Linked DNA regions of Mus musculus: region 1 is linked to region 2. Evidence: chromatin contacts called from public HiChIP or PLAC-seq data. All regions are on one chromosome and are shown on one strand. Each heading gives the region's core, a stretch centred on a gene start, on an enhancer-like site or on the middle of the called end of the contact. The rest is flanking DNA. Distances are from core to core; before and after follow the strand shown.

The links. HiChIP or PLAC-seq counts read pairs in DNA pulled down with a chosen protein or histone mark.
Region 1: an H3K27ac HiChIP or PLAC-seq map of stem cell-derived neural progenitor cells shows a contact between it and region 2. The contact joins two enhancer-like sites. A contact is called at or near these places in 3 of 15 datasets of contacts at CTCF or cohesin (the NIH/3T3 cell line, embryonic stem cells and large pre-B cells), 38 of 484 Hi-C or Micro-C datasets (the 63-12 cell line, B cells, the BV-2 cell line and 28 more), 8 of 115 datasets of contacts at active chromatin or transcription factors (double positive thymocytes, embryonic stem cells, epiblast stem cells and 4 more) and 4 of 9 other capture datasets (adipose tissue, embryonic stem cells, liver and 1 more).

What each region holds. Positions count from the first base shown.
Region 1 is chr2:166,688,470-166,694,115 of GRCm38.p6, forward strand. All of the region lies in intron 1 of Prex1 (phosphatidylinositol-3,4,5-trisphosphate-dependent Rac exchange factor 1), which reads right to left. Among named protein-coding and RNA genes, the nearest start is that of Gm50596, 12 kb to the right of the region's middle. Within about 2 kb of position 3,887, at least 76 of the 459 cell types and tissues checked have an H3K27ac peak or open chromatin away from gene starts, as enhancers often do. A contact at or near this core is called in cerebral cortex and stem cell-derived neural progenitor cells, where this site is marked.
Region 2 is chr2:166,589,057-166,595,219 of GRCm38.p6, forward strand. Prex1 (phosphatidylinositol-3,4,5-trisphosphate-dependent Rac exchange factor 1) reads right to left here. Exons shown (of 40, transcript NM_177782.3): 16 at 4,704-4,846; 17 at 3,740-3,832; 18 at 3,145-3,293; 19 at 1,378-1,463; 20 at 454-590; 21 at 1-3. Among named protein-coding and RNA genes, the nearest start is that of Gm29679, 28 kb to the left of the region's middle. Within about 2 kb of position 3,160, at least 18 of the 459 cell types and tissues checked have an H3K27ac peak or open chromatin away from gene starts, as enhancers often do. A contact at or near this core is called in cerebral cortex and stem cell-derived neural progenitor cells, where this site is marked.

The DNA.
Region 1 (5,646 bases), core at 2,637-5,136, 100 kb after region 2:
GAAAATGTCCCACAGAGCAATCTTTTGTAGGTATTTTCTCAATTGAGAGTCCCTAACTCTCTTTTTTAGGTTGTTTGGTTGTTTGGTTGGTTGTTTTTTGAGAGAGGGTTTCTCTGCGTAGCCCTGGCTGTCCTGAAACTCTGTAGACCAGGCTAGCCTTCTCTCAAGCGATTGTAGCTTGGGTCAGGCTAACAGAAAACTGGCCAGAAGGAGAAGCTGATTATCATTGCTCTTCCTCAACTGCTCCACTTCATCCACCGAGGCAAGTGCTCTCTGGTCCCAGAGCCCACTGACGGGAGCCTAGCTCGCCCACTGGTCCCAAGATCCTGTCTCTGTATGGCAGCTGCCACTGTACCTGTCTGGGTTTTTTGTGGGTTCTGGGGATCTGGATTCTGGATTTCATGCTTGCTTGGCATGCACTTTACCTGCTAAGCCACCTCCTCAGCCCCAGATACCTCCCAGCACCCCTATGCTGGGTATCCAATGGAAGTAGTATCATTCCTTCCTAGTCCTGACAGCCCAGTGCCACTGCATTTCTGTAGGTCCCCTGGCCGGCAAAACAGGTCTCCCTCAAGAACCACGATTGTGCATCCATCACCATGGTTACCAAGGCCCATCAGTGAGTGGTTTATGGAACCGAGGCTATATTCTGGGTGTTCTGTAAAGGACCCCTCTCTTTTTTCCTGGTTTAACCTTGCTTATCCTGTTTATTTTCAACTCATGGCTGGGCCTGTGTTATCCTTAGTAACACCTATCATTACTGAGTCGCCTGCCACACACCCAGCAGCATACTATACAGCTGCTACAACCTGCCTTGATTCGGGTGGGACAAGGATCAGAGGAGGGGAGAGCTACTGGGGTTCCCACTTTATGAATATAAAGCTAAGGCTCAAAGTGAGAAATGGGGGTTGAAGAGATGGCTTGGTCAGCAATTACCATGACAACCCAAAAGATAGAAGATTGATAGATGAGTACACAGATGACAGATACATAGAAAGATAGATGACAGATACACAGATGCATAGACAGACAGACAAATAGGCAGGCAGGCAGACACACAGATGTACCTTGCTTCCAAGTCACATAGCCGGGTATGAGGAGAAAGATAAAACCAAGTTTCCATACTTTGAGCCTTCAGTCTGGAAAGTTCTCTGACAAGGGATCACGGACCTCAAGACCCACTCTGAACCAAGCCACCGGCTCTATCTGCAATGCCAAGGTCAAGGTGTACTGCACAAAGGTTCCATAAAAACGGAGTGAAGTGACAGGAGCGAGGAGGGCCACACATGTGCAGGTCTCAGGACATTCAGAGCCTGTGAGGACCCAATGGACCAACTCCTATCAACACACGGGCAGGATGGTCAGGGAAGGGACCTCCCTAGGCAGCAACATCCCAGCAGAGTGGGGCCAAAAACAGAGCTGCGCTGTGTTGGGATCTGTCAGGGCCAGCAGTACAAAGGGCCACACTGGGTACAGGGAAGGGATGAGAGAGAGCAATGGAAAACACCAGGCAGAGGCGGCCACAGGGTGAGGACAACCTTGATCCCCGCATACAACAATTATAATGCAATTGTCTTCTCTGTCCCTGACCCCACAAGACTAGGGGCTCACAGAGGGCCCAGGGGGCGTCCTGCACACTACCTACCAACACATGTGTACCAAACAGCAGTGCAGAAAATCCCAGCCTGCCTCATTTCAAAGAAGAGCCTGGTATGCACAGACTACAGTATGTATGATACAGCTTGAGTTATTATTAATGTATTCTGCATTCATTTGCAAATCTGTTAATTATAACTAAGGCAGCAATGCACCAAAATATACAAAGTATCTCTCCCCATTCTCTGCCTGAGGCCCCCTGTGGTGGGCAGCCTGGTGCCCTGCAGTAGTTTTCTCTGTGATGAGGGTGTTCTTTTCTAAGAGCTGTCCTTGAGCTCACATGCCTGGTGCCCCAGCTCCAGTTCCTGAATGACCCGCCCGTGCCACCACAGACAGTAAGTTAGATCTCAAGTGTCCCTCCACCCCCACCCCCACCCCCACCCCCACCCCCAAAGCCTGGGTCACCATCCTGGATGCTACCCAGAAGTGGCAGAACCGTTAGGAGGCATGGCCTGCGGAAAGGAAGCCAGCTCTCTGGAGAGATACTACTTCATGGATATTGGGGACGCAGCCCTGAGGTGAGCGGGTCTCATGGACCTGTTCCCACAGCCGTGGCGTACTGCCTTATCACAGGTGACTGGACCAACCCCAAGTCCGAGACCTCAAATACCATGAACTGACGTTCTCGGATGCTTTGTCACCACAACAGAAAGCCAACTGACATGCCCACCCAAAGAGCCTTTTAGTGCTTTTTTTTTTCCCCTTTTCCTTCTTCCTCTTCTATTTAAGATAGAATCCAATGTAGCCCAGGCTGGACTCAAATATGCTATGTAGATGAGGACGACTTTGAAAGCCTGCCTGATCCTCCTGCCTTTGCCTCCTTTGCCAGGATTACATTAAGCCCAGCTTCTGTGCTATTATTGTTTAGTAGTAGTAGTAGTAGTAGTAGTAGTAGTAGTAGTAGTAGTAGTAGTAGTTGTTGTTGTTGTTGTTGTTTTCCCCCTAAACACTGGGATTGCCTTTCTCACTTACTCTAGCTGCCTTCCTATCCACAGAGAGGTCAGAGGTCAAGAACATTCTTTGCAAAGCACGCTTGATGGTCTAACAAGCTATTTGCTAATGCCCACCTCTGCGGTTTACCTGTTGGTTATCATTTTACTGTGTCATTAGAAATGCAGCTGGAAAAAAATCTCCACAGCTTTACATCTTTCATATGCACTGTGTGTGCGCATGTGTGTGTGCACATGTATATGTGAGTGTGTGTGTGTGTGTGTGTGTGTGTGTGTGTGTGTGTGAGTGTGTGAGTGTGTACGTGTGTGCACCAATAAGTGCGCATGCAGAAGACAGATCAGGGCCTCTGGTATCTTCCCTCACTCTCCTCCACCTCGGTGCTCTGAGGCAGGGTCTCTCCTGAACCAGACACTCACCATTTCAGCTAGGCAGGCTGGCCAGCAAGCTCTTGGAATGTGCCTCCCTCTGGCCCCACCTCTAACCCTGTGTAGCTTCTCACATGAGTATAGGGGATTCAAACTCAGGGCCTCCCACTTTCAAAGCAAGCGCTCTTACCCATTGAGCATCTCCCCTGCGCACCCACGGGCTTTTTTTCTTCCCCCTTGAGAGATTCCCAAGGGAACTGAGCCAAGGGTGTTAAAGTCACCGCCAAGCTATTTTAACACTCTGCCGCTCTGCCTGTCCCCTGCCTGTCCCCTGCAGCCATGCCAGCCTGGTTTCACAGCTGCTGTGCACACTGTGGTATAAAGGACAGAAGGTTGACGTTGACACGCGCCTTCTCAGCAGAATGGCAGCCCCGCATCGTTCTCAGCCCACAAGATCTGCGGAGTCTGGAGCATACTGGCTGGGTACTGGGACACAGGCTTGCAAACCTGAGTCTGTTCATTTGAGGCCAGCCTGGGCTACCCCGAAAGACTCTCTCACGAAATAAAGGGATGGGGCACTGCAAGGAGGGGGTAGTTCAGTGGGTGAGCACTTCTCTAGACTGTTCAAAGACTTAGGACCTATCTTCTCCTCCTAGGGCAAGGGGACAAAAAAGCATTCTGGCCCAGATGAAAGTGAGAGTAGGTAGGGGAAACGCTACCCCATTACAGGAACGGGCATGGGATGGGGACACCTTAGCCCAGCCCCTCCCTCCCTGGCAAGCTGACTCCAGAGCCTACACTATCCCCCCTGTGGAATGATTTCACACCCGGGACCGGACAAAGATGCCTTTGTCACTTGCTGCGGGAGCCAGCGCTGCCGGAACATTCTGGGTTCTGTTCATTCAGATCTCCCTGTGTGGGGAGGGGAGGGCACAGCAGAACAGGATGCTTCCCACTGGGGCTGACCTCAGGCCCAGACGCCTCAGCAGACCTGGAGCGGGCTCCAAGCCCCTGCTGGTTTTGCTGGTTCGCTCCACAAACACTAGCTGTGAGCTCAGGCTGGGCCCAGCACTGGAAGCCTGGCTCCACACTTCATCCTCTGACCCAAGAATTCCCACCATTTGCAGATGCAAACACACAGCTGGTGTGAGCCTGGACAGGTTACAAACAAAACCTTTCTCTTACAACGAAGTGACTGGAGAACACCTTCCCACTTAGTTCCTGGGAAGGCCACTGTGCTCGAAGCACAGCACTTCAGACCTGTAACCACCGGTGCTCTTAGGAGATCGGTGGAAAGAGCTAGAACAGCAGGGGAAGAGGCAGTGTGACTGTGGTTTTTAAAGCAAGCAGGCGGGTGGCGAGAAGGCAAAGGAGAGGCAAGGGAAGAAGCCCCAGCTGAGAGAAGAAACAGTCCACCCAGCATCCAGCATCCGTCCCTTTATGGTCCCAATGCTCTGGGGTCTTCTTTCTAGGAACCACCCCTCCCCCCCACCTCCAATGGGTGCAGGGAAGTCCCGCCCCGAGTCTCAGTGAAGGATCAGACATGGGCACAGGGCCTGTGATAGCAAATCGGAGCCCACCCAGGACATGATGGACTCTCTTGTAACCCAGGCCTCTCTGTTCCTGGTTTTTGTTGCTGCTGCTGCTGCTGTTTATATGTTTGTTTGTTGCTTGCTTGTTTGTATGAGACAGGTTCTATGTAGCCCTGGCTATCCTGGAACTCACTATGTATACCAGGCTAGCCACTACGCCCTGTTTTTAATATTTTTAACTGTATTTAGAGAGTGTGTGTGGGTGAGTGTGTGTATACATGTGTGCACACACTTGCAGCAATCAGTTCTCTCCTCCCAACACATAGGTCCAAGAAATCAACTCAAGTCATCAGGCTTGGTAGTGATCACCCTTACCTGCTTAGCCATCTTGCTAGCTGCCAGTTCTTGTTCTTACTGGAGGCTGTTGGGGTGGGTTTTTCTGTCACTTGTCACAAAGAATCCTGACAGACAGACAGCTCTTGCTGGTGACTACTGTTTCAAAAACACAGACTAGGGCGAGCCAAGGACAACGGCTCTAGATGTAAGGGCAGGAAGACCTGACAGCACCTGAGCGGTTCATCACACTGTGGGGGAAACCCCTTGCTTCTTCACTGTAGGGACCTCCCAAAGGGACATGGAGCAGTCTGTAGGACAGATGGACGTGAGAGCATCCTGTACCACAGCTGACACTGCAAAAGAGACTGCCCACAGGCTACAGGAAATAGAGGCTGGGCCACAGAATCAGCCCCTCTGGAGACAACCTTCTCCCTCTTCTCCACACAGAGACAGAGAAGGACCACCCAAGAGCTGGCTGGCACCTCCACTTCAAATGCCCATGCCCCAGTAGGAACAGAGGAGACCAAAGGATGGTCCTTCAAAATAACTCCTCTCTCCTGTAAGGAACATGCATTCCTTATGTGTCTGACAAAAAGACAAAAACAAGTTGGAAGAAATATTCCTTTATCCTCTTAACTATTCAATTATAAAACAAAACCAGAGATAGTGCACTGACAACCAAAATTCAAGTAGTCAGGGCTGCCTGCAGGAACCTCAGCTGGATATGCAAGCCATAAAAATAGATTTTCATGCAAGAAATAATTTTTTAATCAAAAGGTTTTTTCCTTTTTGGGGTTTTTTAGAAA
Region 2 (6,163 bases), core at 1,910-4,409:
ACCCTGCGAAGAACCACTGTCAGAGGACGAGCCAAGGCAGGCGGTCCCCTGATTCCTGCCCATGAGGCCACCTCTGAAGAGATCTCCAAAATGTCCCTCTGGAACTGAGGGACCACTGGCTGGGGGTGGAACACCAACTCTGAAGCGGGGCTTTGACAACACTGGGGTACAAGTAATATCCTCATCTCTCCTGAATCTCCAAAGTCAAGAGAAGGCGTGTAGATGGAAGAGTGACTGTAGCCATGAGTCTGTCACACTGTCAGCAGGGGAGAATTTGGGCTGTCAGAACCCAACCCTGCAAGTGATTTCTATGGTTAATGTGGCTCGTTGCTGAAGTCACAACACTCCCGTTTGTAAAAGGGCCTTTCACACTCAGCTCAGCTCAGTGCTCCTAAGCAGTCTAAGGGGCCTCCAAGATGGCAGGCAGCCTCCCACCTTCCGCTCAGTGCTCACCAGGGCCTCCTCCCTGTGGTTGCGGAAAGCCTGGAAGTGCTCGAGAACCTCCAGGGCGCCATCATTCGCCACGCTGGTGCCGTTGACTTTCAGGATGCATTGGCCCGCGCAGAGCCCGGCAGCCACAGCCTCAGAGCCTGAGGAACAGGAACACTTGAGGCCAGAGCCAGGCAGAGGAGCCAGGGTCCAGCTGCCCCTGCCAATGGCTGCATCCAGAGCGTGCCTCCTCTCAGCTGCCAACCAGAGAGCTGCCGCTGATACAGCAGAGGCAGCCGGCCCAATGTGGTATCTCAGACCCCTATCTTTTGGAGCCCTGCATGCCCGCACAGCGACGGACTGAAGCCAGGACGCAGAGAGAGACCAAAGCTACCCTTAGGGCAAAGGCTCAGAAAATCCAGGACACAATATAGCTGCCTAGCACGGTCCATCCCTGCCAGTCCTACCACAGGTCCCAAGCAGTGGGTCGTGAGCATCTCTAGGCTAACGGACAACTCTAGAAATGAAAACAAATGGCCAGCTGACTCCAGCCTAAGATGCACAGGCCTCGAGGACCTTGGCCCATGCAGGTCCCAGTCTCAGGGGCCTCCAACTACCTCTCTGCCCTGCGTCTACAACACAACACTTCACCTCTCTGGGCCTTAATATTCTCATCTGTGAAGTTGGTAAACAGCACATCTCTTCAAAGGACTCTGGAGAGACTCTAGAAGCTTGGGCGTGGGGAATGGCTGTCCTTACTAAGTGCTCAGTAGATGTTAGTCACTTTCTCAGTTCTAGCTGGACTGCCTAAGGCTCTAGCCAAGGTCTCACACAGCTGGACCATGGCCTTGATGCCACTGGGAAGCTATAGTCGCTTGCACTGGGCATGCGGCTCTCCACGCCCACGATGTGGCCCCAAGAGGCTCTGCACACCAGACTCCCGCTCACCTCTGCCCACAGCAAAGACACACGGCGGGGCTGTTCCTCGAATCTGGAAGGACAGGGCCTCTGGGTGGTCAGGGACTTTGATGGTCCTGGCAGGCACAGGGGCAGAGACAGGCCATGAGAAAAAGGAGTGTGGGTCCTCAAGGAGTCCCTTCCCGCCAACACCCTGGGCTTCTTGGAAATCAGCCATGAGAGGAGCAATGATCAACATGGTCAGTCAACCAGGTCCCCAAAGAACCAAAGGCTGTCACCCAAGCAGACAGGGGCTGAGACAGTGGCGGATACCAAGGGGAGGCACAGCTTGGGGGCTGTGGGTGCCAAGGGAAGGTACCAGCCGCAGGGATTGGCAGATATCATTCATTTTGAGCTGCTAGGCAGCTTCTGTCCCCAGCACACAGCATGATCCCTCCTTCCATGTCTACCGGGCAAGCAGAGCCACCCTGAGAGCCTGTCCTCAAAGATTAAACCCTGGTGACTTCCGTCTCCGGCATCGAGTAGCTAAGCCTTTCCTGTCACCTTTTCCTTGAATCTCCTGTCCTTACAGAAACAGAGTCTAAACCAGCGGTTCTCAACCTTGCTAATGCTGGGGGGCCCTTTAATACAGTTCCTTATGAAGCCAGGCGTGATGGTGCACGCCTTTAATCCCAGCACTTGGGAGGCAGAGAGAGGCAGGTGGATTTCTGAGTTCGAGGCCAGCCTGGTCTACAAAGTGAGTTCCAGGACAGCCAGGGCTACACAGAGAAACACTGTCTCAAAAAAAAAAAAAAAAAAAAAAAAAAAATGCAGTTCCTTATGTTCTCGTGACCCCACCAACCATAAAATTATTTTCATAGCTACTTCCTAACTGTAATTTTCCTACTGTTAGGGATCCTAACGTGAATATCTGTGTTTTCAAATGGTCTTAGGCAACCTCTGTGAAAGGATCAGCCAACATTTGCCTCAAGTGCCTGGGAAGCAGGGAACCAAATAATTAACCAATATAAGTACATTTGTGCTGGAGAGATGGCTCAGTGGTTAAGAGCACTGACTGCCCTTCCAGCGGTCCTGCGTTCAATTCCCAGTAACCACACAGTAGTTCACAACCATCTGTAATGGGATCCAATGCCCTCTTCTGGCATGCAGGTATACATGCAGACAGAGTACATATACATAAATAAATAAATAATAAGTAAAATAAAAGTATGCCCACCGCACCTCTGTCCAGATGTGGCCCACCCTGACCCTGCAAGCCAGGCAGCCATAGAAGGCACCTGCTTCCACCTGCAGCCCCAGGGAAGCCTTCCTCTCCAGCGGTCATCCATGGGGACTTGCTCATGTCTCCTCTCTCCAACTCTGCTCTACCCCCTCACTGCCTCCTCCGACCTGCCACCAACAGTGCAACCTCGGGGGCTTTGCAGTGAGTGCTTCATCTTTCTAGAACCCTCGTCCTCCAGAAGTCGTCTCCTAGAGCCATCGCTCCATCCCCAGTGACATCTCTCTGGCCACTGTCTCTCTGCATACACTGGCTTCCTTCTCTAATCTCAGGTATCTGCTGATAACTGCCAACTCGGCACACGCCTCACACCTGCCCAGTGTATATCTGGCCCCGCCCCCTGACTTCGCAAGAATCCATGGAAGGTAGGAACTGTATCCACCTTGACGGGACGGTGTTCCCAAAACTGAGCTGGTCATGCACTTGGGACATCAAATTAGACTAACAAAGGTGGCAGCCCCATGCTGGAGGGCCAGGCCCAGGGAGACCTGCTGAGTCAGCCTGAGGCTCGCACTCACTCTTTGGCCTTGGTGGCCACCAGGAGGCGGAGCGGGCGGCGGGAGCAGAAGAACTGGTTGAGGATGGTCTCCACCTCAGAGAAGGGACGCAGGAACACCAGGTCCTCGTTGATGGAGTAAATCTTCCTCCCAGCCTGCAGGCCAGCCATCTGGAGGGACAAGCACAGGTGTCACTGGCCTCCTCCCTCTTCACCGAGGAAGCTGGAATGTTCTAGAAGCACCAGGAAGCTGGGCTCTGAGCTGTAAATGAAAGCCCAAGGAGGCAAGGGTGGGTGGCAGTTCCCTTGGGAAGAAATGGCCAGCGCCAGCCTGTGTTGTGACGGCACAGAGGTCAGTGTGGTGGCCACTTTGTAACCATGGGAATGTGAACAAGACTGTGGAAGGAGATGCCATAAACTGGGGTTTGGGAGACAGAAGAAACCCTGCAGGGAGCCAGCCATCTGCTTTCCCTGCACGTCTCCAAGAGCCCAGCAGGTGGCGCTAGTGGAACGTGCCAGGAAGGCAGTCTCATTCCCAGCTACCCTGCATCTCAGAGACACGGGGTCACCCCCAGCTCAGGTACCACCCCACCTGAGTGGCCACCGGTGGGTCTCACCTCAGCCAGCGAGCCCCTCTGCACAGACTTCACTACCACAGCCTTGTTCTTCTCCTCAAGGTCGAAGCCATAGTCGTCCTCCTGTGGCGGGATCTGAAAGCCCAAGATGCACTTATGGCAACCAGACGGGAGCGACGACAACACCCTTCTCCCCAAGAACTAGGATCCTGCGGGGGCGGGGGGTGTGTGTGGCAAGTCTACAAGGCCCCTGAGCTGCCCCACTTTTACTGCTGACTGAAGGAAACAGTCTACAGTGTGACTGGGAATGTACTCAGGCTAAAGTAAAAGAAGAGAGCGGGTGGGCAAAGAGCTCTAGGCAGCAGGTACAGGGGGTGGGAAGGCCCAGAGGCAGCCCCAGGGAGAGAGACTAGCCTGGCTCAGACAGTGAGGAAAGCGTTACCCAGGGGACAAAGCTGGAGAGGCAGGAAGAGCTCAGGACAGACGCTGACTCTTATCCAGGTGTGGTGGGTTACACTGGAGGGCTTTAGAGCACCAGAGGGAACTGCCGTCCCCAGGATTACCACAGACCAGAGAGGTTAGAGTGGCTATGGACAGACCTCTTCCGGACAACTCGCCACAAGCCCAGCCTAAGAAGTCAGGCTAGGTGGGCTGGGATGCCAACCTTGCTGACCTGGTTAGTAAATGTCCCAACTGCAGACACTCAAGGCTCCTGGATGCGAGCAGGACACAAACTCCTGAGAGCTATCTATAGTGCTGGAGGAGGTGACTCAGGAGGCACAGTGAAGCAATGGCTGTGGGCTAGATGAAAGGGTAGGAACTCCTGCAGCCCCAGCGTTTCATGAGGAATATAGTCCTGGCTAGCACAGTGACTTGGCTTTTCTGTCCCAAGACTCATGCTCAGAGCTGCATGCCCTGCTCTGGCCACTGTCTGAAGCTGCCCAGCTCCCAGGCCACAGGAGAGGCAGGGAAGAGAGGCAGAACAGCCCTACTGTGAGCCTCCTACCAGCAGTCGCTTTGCCAGGATGTTCTCCACCAGCTTGAAGTCATTGCGAAGCTGTTTGTTCTTGCTGCTGGTCCCCTCCATCTCCTCATCAGCATGGAAGCGGAAGTACTGGGACTCATCCTTGAATTCGCTCTTCTCCAGAACTGCAAGCCGCAGACACACAGTCGTGGTCAGATGGCAGCGGTTCGGCGCCTTGGCCAACCGGCAGCCACAGGCTAGAAGCAGCTCCCGGACAAGCGTGGCTTGGTCGAGAGAGCATTGTAAGGGAGCAGAATTGCAAGCCAGTGTTAACATGTGTGAACTCCACACAACGGCCTTGGCTCTCTGACTCCTTTAAAAACCTGACATGGCTTGGTGGGTTCAGTGCCTGCCATACAAGCAGTAAGGCCTGCGTTTGGATCCACAGTGCCGATATAAATGCCCTGTGAAGCACATGCCTCTAACCCCAGTGCTGGGGAGACAGAGACCAGCACATCTTCAGAGCTTGCTGGCCAGCAATTGACCCAGTTGGGAGGGCTCTGGGTTCAGATAGAGATCCTGTCTCAAAAACCACAGTGGAAAGTGGCTGAGGAAGGTACCCAGTGTCCCCCTCTGGCCTCCACATGAAGGGTGAGTCCAGCCACATGTTACACGCACACGCGCACACACAACAAGAAATCTTTAAAAACAAAAAAGAAGCTGGGCGTGGTGGCACACGCCTTTAATCCCAGCACTTGGGAGGCAGAGGCAGGTGGATTTCTGAGTTTGAGGCCAGCCTGGTCTACAGAGTGAGTTCCAGGACTGCCAGGGTTACACAAAGAAACCCTGTCTCTCCAAAAAAAAACAAAAAAACAAAAACAAAAAAACAGAAACAGAAACAGAAAAACCAAGAAAGAAAAAGCAAAGGAAGGAAGGAAAGAGAGAAGGTCCATCAAAGCAAAGAGTTAGCCTGTGAGGGCCTGCGTGCAAGAAGAGAGCCAGTCCAGATTCCTCCAGACCCCACTATGCTCATGGGGGGCCATTCTTCCTCCTGCAGGGGAACTACCTGTGTGTGAGTGGGCAACCCCTCTCCCGCTCTGGAACAAACAGGCACGCAAATTGCTACTTCCCTCAGAGCAGGGCGTGCCAGGCTCCGAGCATCCCGCTAATTTAGCCTCTGCTGTAAACATGGGGTTAGGAGGCTCCAGAGCTGGAGGAAGAGTCACCGTGCTGTCTCTGAGCAATGATGTCCAAGGAGACACAGAGGGACACTCTCCAGTCACTGGCCAGCCAGGTGAGGCCCCACCTCCCCCTTCCAGCCAAGGCTGCTAGCTCAGCTTTGAGAGGTGCACACAGACTGAAGTTCAAACCCCTCCAGCTGATACTTTAACCCTTTGCACTCTGGTTTTCCCTTCTAGAAGAAGACAAAAAGATGGTTCCAGGGCTGCAGTGGCAAGCTTCCTCTGTTTCCCTGTCTGCTAAGTCCCTCCCAGAAGACACTC